2 separate regions of the Hordeum vulgare genome follow, and region 1 is linked to region 2. The links are chromatin contacts, called in public Hi-C maps. All regions are on one chromosome and are shown on one strand. Each heading gives the region's core, a stretch centred on a gene start, on an enhancer-like site or on the middle of the called end of the contact. The rest is flanking DNA. Distances are from core to core; before and after follow the strand shown. Region 1 has its middle 180 kb from the start of LOC123411753. Region 2 holds the start of LOC123412567 (importin-9).

What was found. Hi-C and Micro-C count contacts between places; a contact is called where the count stands out from the background.
Region 1: a contact with region 2 is called in a Hi-C map of seedling, with 2.8 times the contacts expected there. The contact joins the enhancer-like site here to the promoter of LOC123412567 in region 2. A contact is called at or near these places in 2 of 6 Hi-C or Micro-C datasets (leaf and seedling).

What each region holds. Positions count from the first base shown.
Region 1 is chr7H:121,503,391-121,509,233 of MorexV3_pseudomolecules_assembly, reverse strand. No RefSeq gene overlaps it. Among protein-coding and RNA genes, the nearest start is that of LOC123411753, 180 kb to the left of the region's middle. Within about 2 kb of position 3,358, at least 3 of the 3 cell types and tissues checked have open chromatin away from gene starts, as enhancers often do. A contact at or near this core is called in leaf and seedling, where this site is marked.
Region 2 is chr7H:121,251,898-121,258,349 of MorexV3_pseudomolecules_assembly, reverse strand. LOC123412567 (importin-9) reads left to right here and starts at 4,722. Exons shown (of 33, transcript XM_045105517.1): 1 at 4,722-4,992. The coding sequence starts at 4,875.

The DNA of each region.
Region 1 (5,843 bases), core at 2,109-4,608, 250 kb before region 2:
TCTAGCTGGTATGTCTCTTCATATTTATTCTTTTGAATATTAGTTGAGACTACACATTTATTCAGTATTTATGTTCCCTCTTGTAGGATGCAGAGCTCTTGCCTTTCGTCCATGCAGAGCTCTTGCCCTTCGTGGTTGCAGAGCTCTGGTACTTCGACGATGCAGTACTCTTGGCCTTGCTACTCGTCATGAAGATATCGTCTTCGTCCTCACTGTCGCCATCCGTAAAAAAGGATGTTCTATTCCAGGGTGTAGGTGTGGCCTATCTTCTTCCATCTTCCAAGCAACCTGAGAAGTTCTTTGCGTATCTCCTCAAAGGTCCTGGGAGGCCACCCACTCCTAGCTAATGCATGAGCCAACTCATTCAGTAGGGTGTCACTACTGATGAGTTCGTCCCATGAAACTATTATATCACCTATCTTCAAATTTCTAGCTAAACGCAGAAGACATTGGGAAATGCGAGAGAGAAAACTACGATCAAAAGGATAATGGGACATCTTGACGAAACTACGATACTACACTGGATTGCTTATCGACCGGAGTGTGGAGGGGGTTTTATAGGTTCAGAAGAGAAGAATATGCGGGAACTCACAAGTGGAAAACTATGACGGGAGAAATCAACAGGAAATTATGGCGGGAACTCGGAAGCAGGAAATTATGGCGGGTGATATCGACGGGAACTAAGAGGCGAGAAACTATGACGGGAAGTCGGAAGCGAAAAATTATAACACGCTATTTTGTCATTCTGGTCACAAAAAAATCATAGTTACAATAAAAATTGTGGATGCATGCACCTATCGTCTTTGTCAATACCGATTAGAGCTAACTGATCACAACTAAGTCAATTATTACTAAATGGCCATGTCCAAGCCGACTCGAGCTGCATTGGGCAGCCGAGTGGCTTATCCGCCTAACAAAAGCCGATAGGGACTAATCGACTTCGACGAAGCCGACTGGTCTAACTAGACGGACGTTGTATCATTTTCCAAAAAATTGGTCATCGGCGTAATATTTTCTAAATTTAATAAAAATATATTTAGAATCCGTAAAGTGGAACCGGTTAATTAAGACCCAAGTTTTTTTTCGGATACACACAAGCATGAGTATCATCGCATTAAATAAGAAGCGACAAAGAAGCCGGATACAAGGCCTTTCGGGCATTACAATGCTAATCATGAAAAGTAGCCTCCACAACCATCATGCACACACACACCGTCCCTACTATGATACAAGCTTTCCTAGTCTAACCTCACGCAAAGACAATAAGGCAAGCCACAAAGCAACCTAGCCACATCACAACCAACGTCGATACCTCTACAACAATACCAAGACCCAAGGCCAACAAAACCAACATACCGCCACCCAATTGCGCCAAGAGAAAGTCGGCAAGTGAAAGACAGGGCTTGGACGGACCAAGGAAATGTGTCATCGAGAGAACATCGGTGACGGCGTACATTGTGCCAAGGAGGCCCATGACCAAAGAGTCGTCCACCTTGACTCGGGCCGCACCGTCGATGCTCCTCAAGCAACAAGACAACGCCTTTAAGAAGGTAATGACGCCTTGGCACCGCCGTCATCTGGACCGAAGGATGGACCAAGGGTTTCCCCCCGAGCTCGAGGAAGGTAGTCCGATCGGGTCCAAGACAACGCCTTTACGAAGAGAACGGTGCCTGCGTGCGTCGCCGTTGTTAGCCTCATCGAAGCCGTGATTTCTCCCAACCCACATAGTAGAACCCATCGCACACCGGAGCTGCAAGAGCAGATCAACCATCGCATTTGAAAGAGTCGCAATTTACATCACAGTAGCTCCACGAGTACGCCGGCCAGATCCTTCCACGTCGATGCACCACCACCATAGTGACGTCACCGCGCCATCATTCAAAGCTGCAGCTCGCCACCACCACCACAGCTCCTCCGGCCGAGGGAGGGGACCTCAAGCACCCCAGCACACACAACAGGGCGCCTACACCACCAGATTAGGGCGCCGACGCCAGATCGGCGACAACGGCCCAAACGCTACCCCACACGCCCCAACAGCAGGAGGGGAGAGGCAGCGCCGCTGCCGACTGCAGGGCCGCCGCCCCGGCTTCCACCGCCGACGGGAGCCGCCGCACCGCGTGCAACCGAGGCAGCCAGATCGCCGAGCCAAATCGAGCCAGCACGACAGCCAAAGGCCTCCGCGCAGCCCACCGCGCCCACACGAGCTGCCAGCCCCTACATCGTCGCCACCACGCCGTCGCGCCCCGCTGCCAGCGTCATCGCACCCCGAACATGAGAATTTGTGCTACGTATTCATGAAGAAAACGGGCTGATTCTGAACGGACTGATTTCGGCAGAATTCTCTTTGAGAGCATGGTTAATAGCATAGTCAACTGCTGGCTATAAGCAGTCTTATAACCTATTTTATAGCTAGTTTGTACAATAGTTAGCTATAAAAGAGTAGTATTTTTATCATATATGGCTCACCTTTCATTCTTAGAAAGCATCTAGGAGCACGTGCTAGAGCTTAGAGCTGACTCTTTACGAAGAGTCCGCTTCCCTTCTCTCCCCTCTTCTCTCTCATCCAACAGTCTGCTGACCGTGTCTTATTGTACCGGCTCTGATGACCTTTTGGGTTGCAAAAGAGAAAGGAGAAAATGTCTTGTGAAAAGGTTTATCGTTTTACTGGTCCGCTATTTCTGACGGCTCAGTCCACGATGCAGGCGGACACGCGAGAGGATGCAAAGCCCGTTTTCCATCCACCAAAAGAAAAGGCAAAAGGAGGTAATTCTAACGGCTGTCACTTTCTTTGTATGTCGAGCAATGATCCCATTCCCGGCCCCTCCCGCTTTGCTCGACAGGCGCCCGCTCGAAATTCGAGGAGCACGAGGCCGCTTTGCCATTTGCGCGCCTTGTCTTCTCAGGCCTCTTCCTCCCCCGCCCCCTCTAGCAGCATGTTGCCAGCCAAACTGATCATGTTTATGCCCTTTTTCCTTCATGTTTACACCCTTGTATGTCTATATATGATTATCATTTGGGCCTGGGTTAGTGACCGCAAGCGCTACAAACCGATGGGAGGGCCATGAACTACACATGCTCAGTGTTTCCCAAACCGAGGCGGAGACTGGACCATATGAAGCTCAGATGCAACCCCCAGCCTCAGCCTCAGCGCCTGCATCAGATTCAGATAGGCCGGCAGGACCCCGAACCGAGATTGTTGCTTGCGCCAGCAGCCCTGAACCTGAACCACACCGCCTGCTGCGTCTGCGTGCGACGCCAATTCATTGCCCTGTCGCAACAAGACATGGCAAATAGGGCCGTAAACGCAGCACGAGAACAGCGAGCTGCTGGTCGAGCCCCTGCGCCGCTTCAGCAGCCAGCCTCGCTACAAATGGATAGGTTCCGTCACAGGACCGACAGACGCGGGCATGTCCTGGCCGTTCCCGGCGTCTCATCCGCTGGTGCCAGCCGCCCAGAAATCGACCACTCGGCCCCTCGTCGTCATGCCCGAGCCCGTAAAAACATTGCACTCGAGTGCAGAGGTTGGCACGGTACATTGTTCAATGTTTACCGCACGAAAACAACAGGAAAAGATCTGGTAATCCCCTTTACAGTTTATACTCGCCTCATAAAACAACGGGAAATTTCTCTAGGTTCGTCTCACGAGACGAGATAACCTAGCACATCAACTCTGATGTCCCGCCAGACAGTTCGTCTTCGTCACAGGATCATGCAACAGTGATGTAGTAGTACAAATGGGGCTCATCTGCACGATGAGAGTTCCCGTTTTGATAGTCATGGACTTATGATGGACCAACGAATCTAATTGTGGTTGGATGGTTAGTGCATTTTGAACGGCAACCACAAATTTCCGTTCCTGGATAGGGTATCAGTCCACGGACACACATGTCGAAAGACGTCATTCAACTGTAGCTGTATACATTCAGTTTTCCTCATTAATTTTTAAGTACACGATCAAATAGCAGCATACAAAGAATACATGCGTTTAAATAGCCGCATGGAGTACTAGTTCAAATTCAAAAGAGTTCAAATATTACATATCAACATTGTTGTCTCCTATCATCGTCCATTAATGCTCACTCAGATCTTTCTTCGGCTACTCGTGAGTTGACTGATGACGAATTTGTTGATGCATTTGAATAAACTCTTTAAATATGGCCGGATTCTGTTTCGAAAGTTGGATAAAATCATCCATGTTTTCAAATTCTAGAGATGCAGCAGCATCGCCACCCTCATCCTCGACGATCATGTTCTGCATTGTAACACCCCTGGATTATCAGCTACAGTAACCTATGTGATCAAGCTACAGTTATCGGAAGATTAAGCTAATTCATTTTTGTTAAACAGTCGTTGATCACTTTTGAATCATAATCCCATTTCAAATTCTTTCTGAAATTCAAAACTTAAGTAATAAGTGGTTCAAATATTTTGGCAAACTTGAAAACTAAAATCATGTTTGGGTTACAAATATTCCTTAAGCATTTATAAAATTGGAACCAACATTTTATCAAGTATTTTTTTGCCTCAAAACAATTATAACAGAGACTAAAACAATTAACTAAATGCCTTCTGAATTATTAAAATTCCCACACTTTCTTAGTGGGCCAAAAAAAATATTTGTGCCACAGCCTAAAAATGCAAGTTAATAAATGGATCCAATGCCAAATTTTACAAAAGTCTTTTGGTATTAAAATTAAATCAAAACAGAAGCTTTTATTTAAAAGGAGAAAGGAATCCGAGAAAAAGGAAAAATGGAAGGAAGCACTGTTGGACTGGGCCTTACACGTCTACAGTGTTGGGAAACGTTGCATGCGAAACAAAAAAATTCCTACGTACACCTAATATCAATCTATGAAGATCAATAGCTACAAGAGGGGGAGTGCATCTACATATCCTTGTAGATCGCTAAGCGAAAGCGTTAAGAAACGCGGTTGATGTAGTCGAACGTCTTAGCGATCCAAGCACGATCCGTCCCGCAATCCAATCACGAACGTCCTGATCAAGTGTCGAACGGACGACACCTCTGCGTTCAACACACGTACAGCTCGATGACGCCTTCACCTCCTAGATCCAGCGAGGGAAGGTGAAGTAGCAGCTTGAGTTCTCTGGCAGCACAACGACGTGATGCCGGAGGTGATGCAGCTGTATCGGCAGGGCTTCGCCAAGCGGTGTCGCAGTAGAACAAGGGAGAAGAACTACGAGAGAGAGAGGAGGGATGTGCCGTGGCTCTTGGGGTGCAGTTGCCCTCCCTCTCCTCTAATATATATAGGGGAAGGGAGGAGGGGTGGCGCCTTAGGGTTTCCCCTAGGGTGGGGCGGCGGCTACCAAGAGGTGGCTTGGCCCACAAGGAAGGAGGGGCGGTGACCACCTCTAGGCCAGCCCACCTCCTTGGTCGCATGGGCCTCAAGTGGAGGGGTGGCCAGCCCACAAGCGGCTGGTGCGCCACATCTCACAACCTATAGGGCCCTCCGGGACAGGTGGACCCCCGGAACTCTTCCAGAACCTCCGTCACAAAACCGATAGCTTTCTGAAACTCTTCCAAAACTCGAATACCAACTTCTCATATATCAATCCTTACCTCCGGACCATTCCACAGCTCCTCGCCATGTACAGGATCTCATCCGGCGCTCCAAACAACCTTCGGTCACCAACACAATAACTCAACTATACTATATCGTTACCGAGCGTTGACTGTGCACACCCTGCGGGTTCGTGAACTATGCAGACATGACCGAGACACCTCCAAGGTCAATAACCAATAGCGGTACCTGGATGCCCATATTGGTTCCTACATATTCTACGAAGATTTATATCGGTCGAACCACGATGTCAAGGATTAAGTC
Region 2 (6,452 bases), core at 3,473-5,972:
TGAAGGCGAATCGACAGGGGACGGTCCGCTGCCCCGGTGACTGCCTGGTGGCGTCGCCCAACGAGACCATCCGCCCAGCCGCGTTGGTCGCCATGTGAGGCACCACCGGGCCTCGTTCGCCGAAGCGCATGGGCGCCATGCTTCCATCCCGCACCTCCGGTCGATCCAATCGACTCCACGCATCGGGACTGAACACTCACCGGTCGATCCTAGCTATGTAACCCTAGTCGATGGACCTCTTTAGCAAACTGGACGAGTGGATCTCCTTCACCGAGACGCCTGGGTTGGAATGGGCTGGCCTACGACCCATTTAACTATAGGGATCCGTTTCGGCCTGTGGAGCAGCAGCCCACGGGACAGTCGGTCCAGTTATTCCTAGATGCGGGACATATCGCTTTAAACAGGAGATCCAACGACCAGTAATGTTCAGATCACGAAAACGGACGATCAAAAACGCTGATCGCTGAGAGAGCTTGGTTTAGGCTCAGTTTTACTGTCCTTAATGTAAATTGAGAGACCAGGTAGCCATGCACCCCCTTTATACCTATATATGTGCCTCATGCACGACCAGTAAAGTCATCGATGCATCCAACATAATTCTCTCATCCAACACCAGTGTTTTTGGCTATTTTAGAAATATATAGTTTCGGAGTTGGAATTTTTTGGGAAAAATCATGTCAAATTTTCTATATTATAAGGGAAGCACGAGGCAAAACATGGGTTAGAGGGGGCCACAGGGTGGCCACACAGGCATTCCCTACCCGTGTGATGTACCCATGTGGTGGTTGTGTAAGGCGGTTTGCGCCGCCTTTCGGTTCAAGTCTTGTAAAAGAAGCTTCTAAACCACCCTAAAAAATTATATTTGTCGGAGTTAGAAATCTCCGAGAATTTATAAAACGGTGAAACGACTCAAAAAGCAACAGAGAGAGAAATTGCAGAAAAAATTCGTCAGAGAGAGGATCCAATCTTGAAGGAGGTCTCACCCTCTAGAAGCCATGAACATCATGAATGGGATGGAGAAACCTATCCACCTATGGGTGAGGCAGTGAAATTGGTGTCTTACTACCGCCAGAGTTATGGGAGGATCGGCCGGCCACCCGGGGCCTACATCCATGTCCTGGTCAATGATATCTCACAAGTGTAGGAGATATATTGTAGATATTTTTGTAAGTAATAGTCTCGAACCCAATAAAAAGCAGAGGAATTGGTTAATGAAAACTAGAAAAAAAAGTTTAGTGTAAAGTTGCAAAAAGTGTTTGATGGTTTGTTTGAGTGAAGGAGTAAATGCAAGAAAGTAAATAATAACAAAAGTGCAACTGTGCATAAAGTAGCCCAATATGAATGTGATCAGAATGAGCCGGTGGTTTTATTTATAGTCAAGTCATTCTTGAGGACACACGAAGTTCCACCAAGTTGTTCATCTAAATTCGTTGAGTAACTTTTCATTACTTTGATAATTTGTTCTACGTTGTACCTATGATAACGTGTAGTTTTCACTTGAACAAACAATGTACTTATGATTATACCCTCTCTCCAAGCATCCACAAACACAAAAGAATAATTAAAATAAAATTTGACCATACTCTTAAACTTTGGCGTCCCAACAACCCCTCGTGCAATAGTTCATAAACTTAGGGTATGGTAATTTATGTTTCCCTTAAAAGTGAAGTGATAAAGTTGATGTTAGTACATCACCACTAGAGAATTGCGACACAACACAATATCAAAACATCAAACTAGATTCAACTTTACAAGATTACAAGCATCAAGGTTTATCATTTTTTGAAAACTATGAATATTTTTTTGATAATTTTAATTTTTGTGGGGAGCTATCAATATTTTTAATTTCCATTTTTTTCAAAAAATTGAACATATTAAATAATTATGAACATTTTTGAATACATTAAGATTTTGTTTGAAAAAGCACATTCATCATTTTTTAAGTGAAACATTGAAAAAAATAAGTTTTTGAATTTTTTGAAAAAAAGATAAGAACCATTGAAAAAAGGGAAAAATTCATGAAGGAAACAATAAAAAAGCAGATTAAAAGGAAAAGCCGGACCTAAACCATCTAGAAGGCCCACAAAACTGTTAAAAACGGACTGGAATATAGACGAAATCACTAATTAGCGAGTACTCCTTTCAAAGATCACTCCAACCCTAGGTCGCGACAAGTGGTGCACTGCATGCGTGTCACTTGTATTAACGTGTGAGTTTTTCCTTTTTCGTAGATTCGTTTTTTCAAAACGTCTTATCTCCTAAACCTTGCGTCCAAATCTCGAACAGTTTTCACCATTGGATTTCTCGCGTCGAGATCTTCAAAACTAAATCCCATGTTGATAGATTTTGATTTTTTTTACGAAAAATACCGGACCAAAAAACCATGTCTCCCGTGATAGAAAAAACAAAAAAAAAATGTTTTTTTTCGCATTTTCTCCTTTCCGAGACTCACGAAGGCAAAACCGTACCTCTCAGAGAAGCAAAATCATGCCTCTCTAAAAAAACGCAATTTTTCCTTTCTGAAAGGCACGTGCGTGCCTGTCACAAAGGCAAAACCGTGCCTCTCGCGGAAGCAAACCGTGCCTCTTGCGGAAAAAAACAGAAAATATGTTTTTCCCTTCTCGAGTGCCTCTCGCGGAAGCAAAACCCTGCCTCTTGCTAAAAAAACGAAAACATGTTTTTTCTCTTTCCAAAAGACACGATCCCGCCTCTCGTAGAAGCAAATTCGTGTCTCTCGTGGAAGTAAAACCGTGCCTCTCGCCAAAAAAACAGAAACGCGTTTTTTTTCGTTTCCGAGAGGCACGACCGTGCCTCTCGGGGACGCAAAAACATGTCTCCAGCGAAAGCAAAACCGTGCCTCTCATGAAAAAAACAAAAACATGTTTTTTCGAAAAAAAATTGAAATTTTTTTCGTCAAAAAATTAAGAATGACCGGTTAAAAACCGAAACACCAAAAAATAATAATAATAAACCAATCTAAAAAACCGAAAACGCGTGCGAGAAAAATAAAAAAACAAAATCCCAAGAAAATGCTCAAAACGTGACACGTGGCGGTGGCTGAAAACGCGCCAAGTGACAACGCGTGGGAGTGCTCTCTGGAAGGCTCCGAAAGAAGCACTTGCTAATTAGTGACTCCCGGTTCCAAAAGCAGGATCTGTAGAGCGTACATATGGCTTAAATGAGTTGGCCCATTTTTATAACGCCTCATACGCTCCTATGCGAACCAAGTACATTTGGACGCAATGAGCATCCAATAGGATCTACGCACAATGAGCCTTTAAGTTCACCTTTAAGTTCACCTTTAAGTTCAATGTAAAGTTACAAAAAATGTTTGATGGTTTATTTGAATGAAAGAGTAATTGCAATAAAGTAAATAATAACAAAAGTGCAACAAGGCATCAAGTAGCCCAATATGAATGTGATCAGAAAGTAAATAATATGAATGCAGTCAAGTCATTCTGAATAATTTTTTGATAATTTTGAATATTTTTTGGGGGAGCTATCAATATTTTTAATTTCCATTTTTTTGAAAATTTGAACATATTAAATAATTATGAACATTTTTTGAATACATTAAGATTTTGTTTGAAAAAGTACATTCTCAATCATTTTTTTAAAGTGAACAAAATTTGAAATTTTGATCATTTGAAAAAAGATAAGAACCACTGAAAAAAGAAAAAGAAAAAAGTCATGAAGGAAACAATAGAAAAGCAGATTAAAAGGAAAAGTTGGACCTAATCCATCTAGAAGGCCCACAAAACTGTTAAAAAACGGACTGAAATATAGAAGGTTCCAAAAGCAGGATCTGTAGAGCGTACATATGGCTTAAATGAGCTGGTCCATTTTTTTTCATAACGCCTCATACGCTCATATGCGAACCAAGTACATTTGGACGCAATGAGCGTCCAACAGGATCTACGCACAATGAGCCCCACACAGTAGAAAGACACGAATCATGACAATTGCATCGAATTGTTTGAGACTTAGAAATATCTTTTCTTTTGATTTGAGGGAGAGTTAGAAATATCTAGTAATATTTGCAGGAAGCTCGGAAAATACTACTATTCCCAGCTGAAAAAATGAGGAAGATAGTGGAATTCCTACCTATCTTACTTACTCCTTCCGTTCCTAAATATAATTTTTTTAAGAGGTTTCATTAAAGGACAACATATAGATGTATATAGACATAATTTAGAATATAGATTCATTCATTTTATTTAGTATATAACCTTTTAGTGAAATCTCTAAAAAGACTTATACTCTCTCCGTTTCAAAATTCTTATCTTAAGTTTGTCTAGAAATAGATGTATCTAAATACTAAGATATGGCTAGATATATTCATACATAGATAATTCTAAGACAAGATTTTTGGAACGGAATGAGTATTTAGGAACGAAGCGATTTTTCGGCGAAATTCCCCGCTATCTGTTCTTGTGTGTGTTGAGACTAAAATTCTCCAGCTATCTGGCAACTGGCATGCCCTTTCCCGCCATTCAAAATGGCAGCCGCCTCCACCAAAAAAGTCCAGCGAACGCGCACCCAACCGGCCAGCCTGGCAAGCCGGCCCAGTCCAGCGCAGCCTTTTTTTTCCCTCTCAACCCGCTCGCGCTCTCCCCATTTCCTCTTCTCCCCGGCCGCCACCACCCCTGTCTCCTCTCCTCTTCCGCCCACCCTCCGCTCCCGTATAAAAACCCTAGCGCAAAACCCCCAAATCCCCCCACCATTCCCACCACCCGCCCGCCCGCCTTCCCCGCGCGATCCCGCTCAAACCAAAATCAGCCCCGGTCAACCAAAAGGCGACCGCGCCGAGCTCCAACCCAGGCGAGGTCGTCGTCGTCGTCGTCGGCGGCGGTTGCGGTCAAAGATCGGTTGCAATGGCGGCGGACGGGGACCAGCGGTGGCTCGTGGATTGCCTGACGGCCACCCTCGACACCGCCCGCGAGGTCCGCGCCTTCGCCGAGGAGTCGCTCCGCCAGGCCTCCCTCCAGCCAGGTTCGCATTCGCCCCACCCCTCGCTCGGTTACTGCCCTTGCCGGATCGAGGCCGCTTCTGCTCCGAGTAGGTGGCCACGCTCTGTTGACCATGTGGGAGTGCGAGAGCGTCGAATTTGATCCCTCCTAGATGCGCCAGCGACTGCTTCGCAGTGTCCTAAAGCTCCCGTGCCCCATGCCACTGCTGTTAAGGAGATGCCTGGCAGATGCAATTGCCTAAATACTACCCATGGAGCTGCTTAACTTCTGTTGCGGCAACTGCTCTTGACCTGTTGCGCTGAGCACCATTGCAGTAGTGGAGTAAATTACACAAAACCAACACTTTTGAGTCAGTCTAGTGGAAAACAACCGCCTTAATTTGTCTCTCTCTCCACAAAACCACCATTCTCGAGACTAACTGTTGCAGGTAGCGCCTGTTCTCGATTGGCTGCGTTTGGCTTGAGCTAAACACCAAAGTAATGGCCCTGAACCACTGTCAGGGTAGATGTGGCATCTCACATGGACAATCCACATATTTAGATGTAGGCTCCAACATATCATTCTCATTTCTTTCCCTTCTCTCTATTCTCTCCAAAATGAGATAAATGCATGGGCGGTCCTCAAAGTTTCCGAGATGTGTCAAGTTGGTCCCAAATCTTTGAAAATGCACGTCTGGGTCCTAAATGTTACGTAAGTGATTCATTCCAGGTCCTTTTCTCGTCTGACCAGCTTTGACCCACGCCACGTGGACAGTGGGGCGTGTGGCGGGAGAATTCCCGCGCCTGGCCGTTGGAAACTTTGCATCTGAACCCTTATAAGCCTCGGTCTTTCTATTCCCCAGTCCCTAGGTTTGCTCTCCCTTAGCTCTGTTATCCCGCCGCCATGTCTCTCGCCGGAAGCTCGTCGGGTGGCAAGACATTGAAGTACAAGGCTTCCTCGTCGGTTGCACCTTTCCCAGTAGCTTCACCTGCGACGGCAGCATATGTTCAGTAATAAGTCACACTTTGGAAGTGGATCAAAGAAAGCTTTGCACCAATATCTTGGGTCAATTGCATCCAAGTACTGCCATGCTTGCTCATCCAGCACCTTCATCTCCTCCATGTACTTCTGCCAATCTGCCTCATGGGTAGCTCTTGCAATTTGCCACAATTTGTTTTTGAAGATGTCACCTTTCCAGTTCTTAGCAAAGTTTTGATGCAGGTGTCTTACACAAAATCTGTGTTGTGCATCAGGCCACAATGCATTTACAGCATTTATCAATCCCTGCAGATAACAGTCCACAAATAAGCATAAATAAGCAAAACAGGGCAATAAAGAGACATAACATGGCCTAAATAAAGACACATAACATGGCCTAAATAAAGAGACAAAACGAGCAATTTTGCCATCGACATAAGATTTGGACGAGCCTAATCTGCAAAAGAATCCACCATAGTTGATTTCTACTGTGAAGAGCTCCTCAAGTGGGCCTAAATATCACGA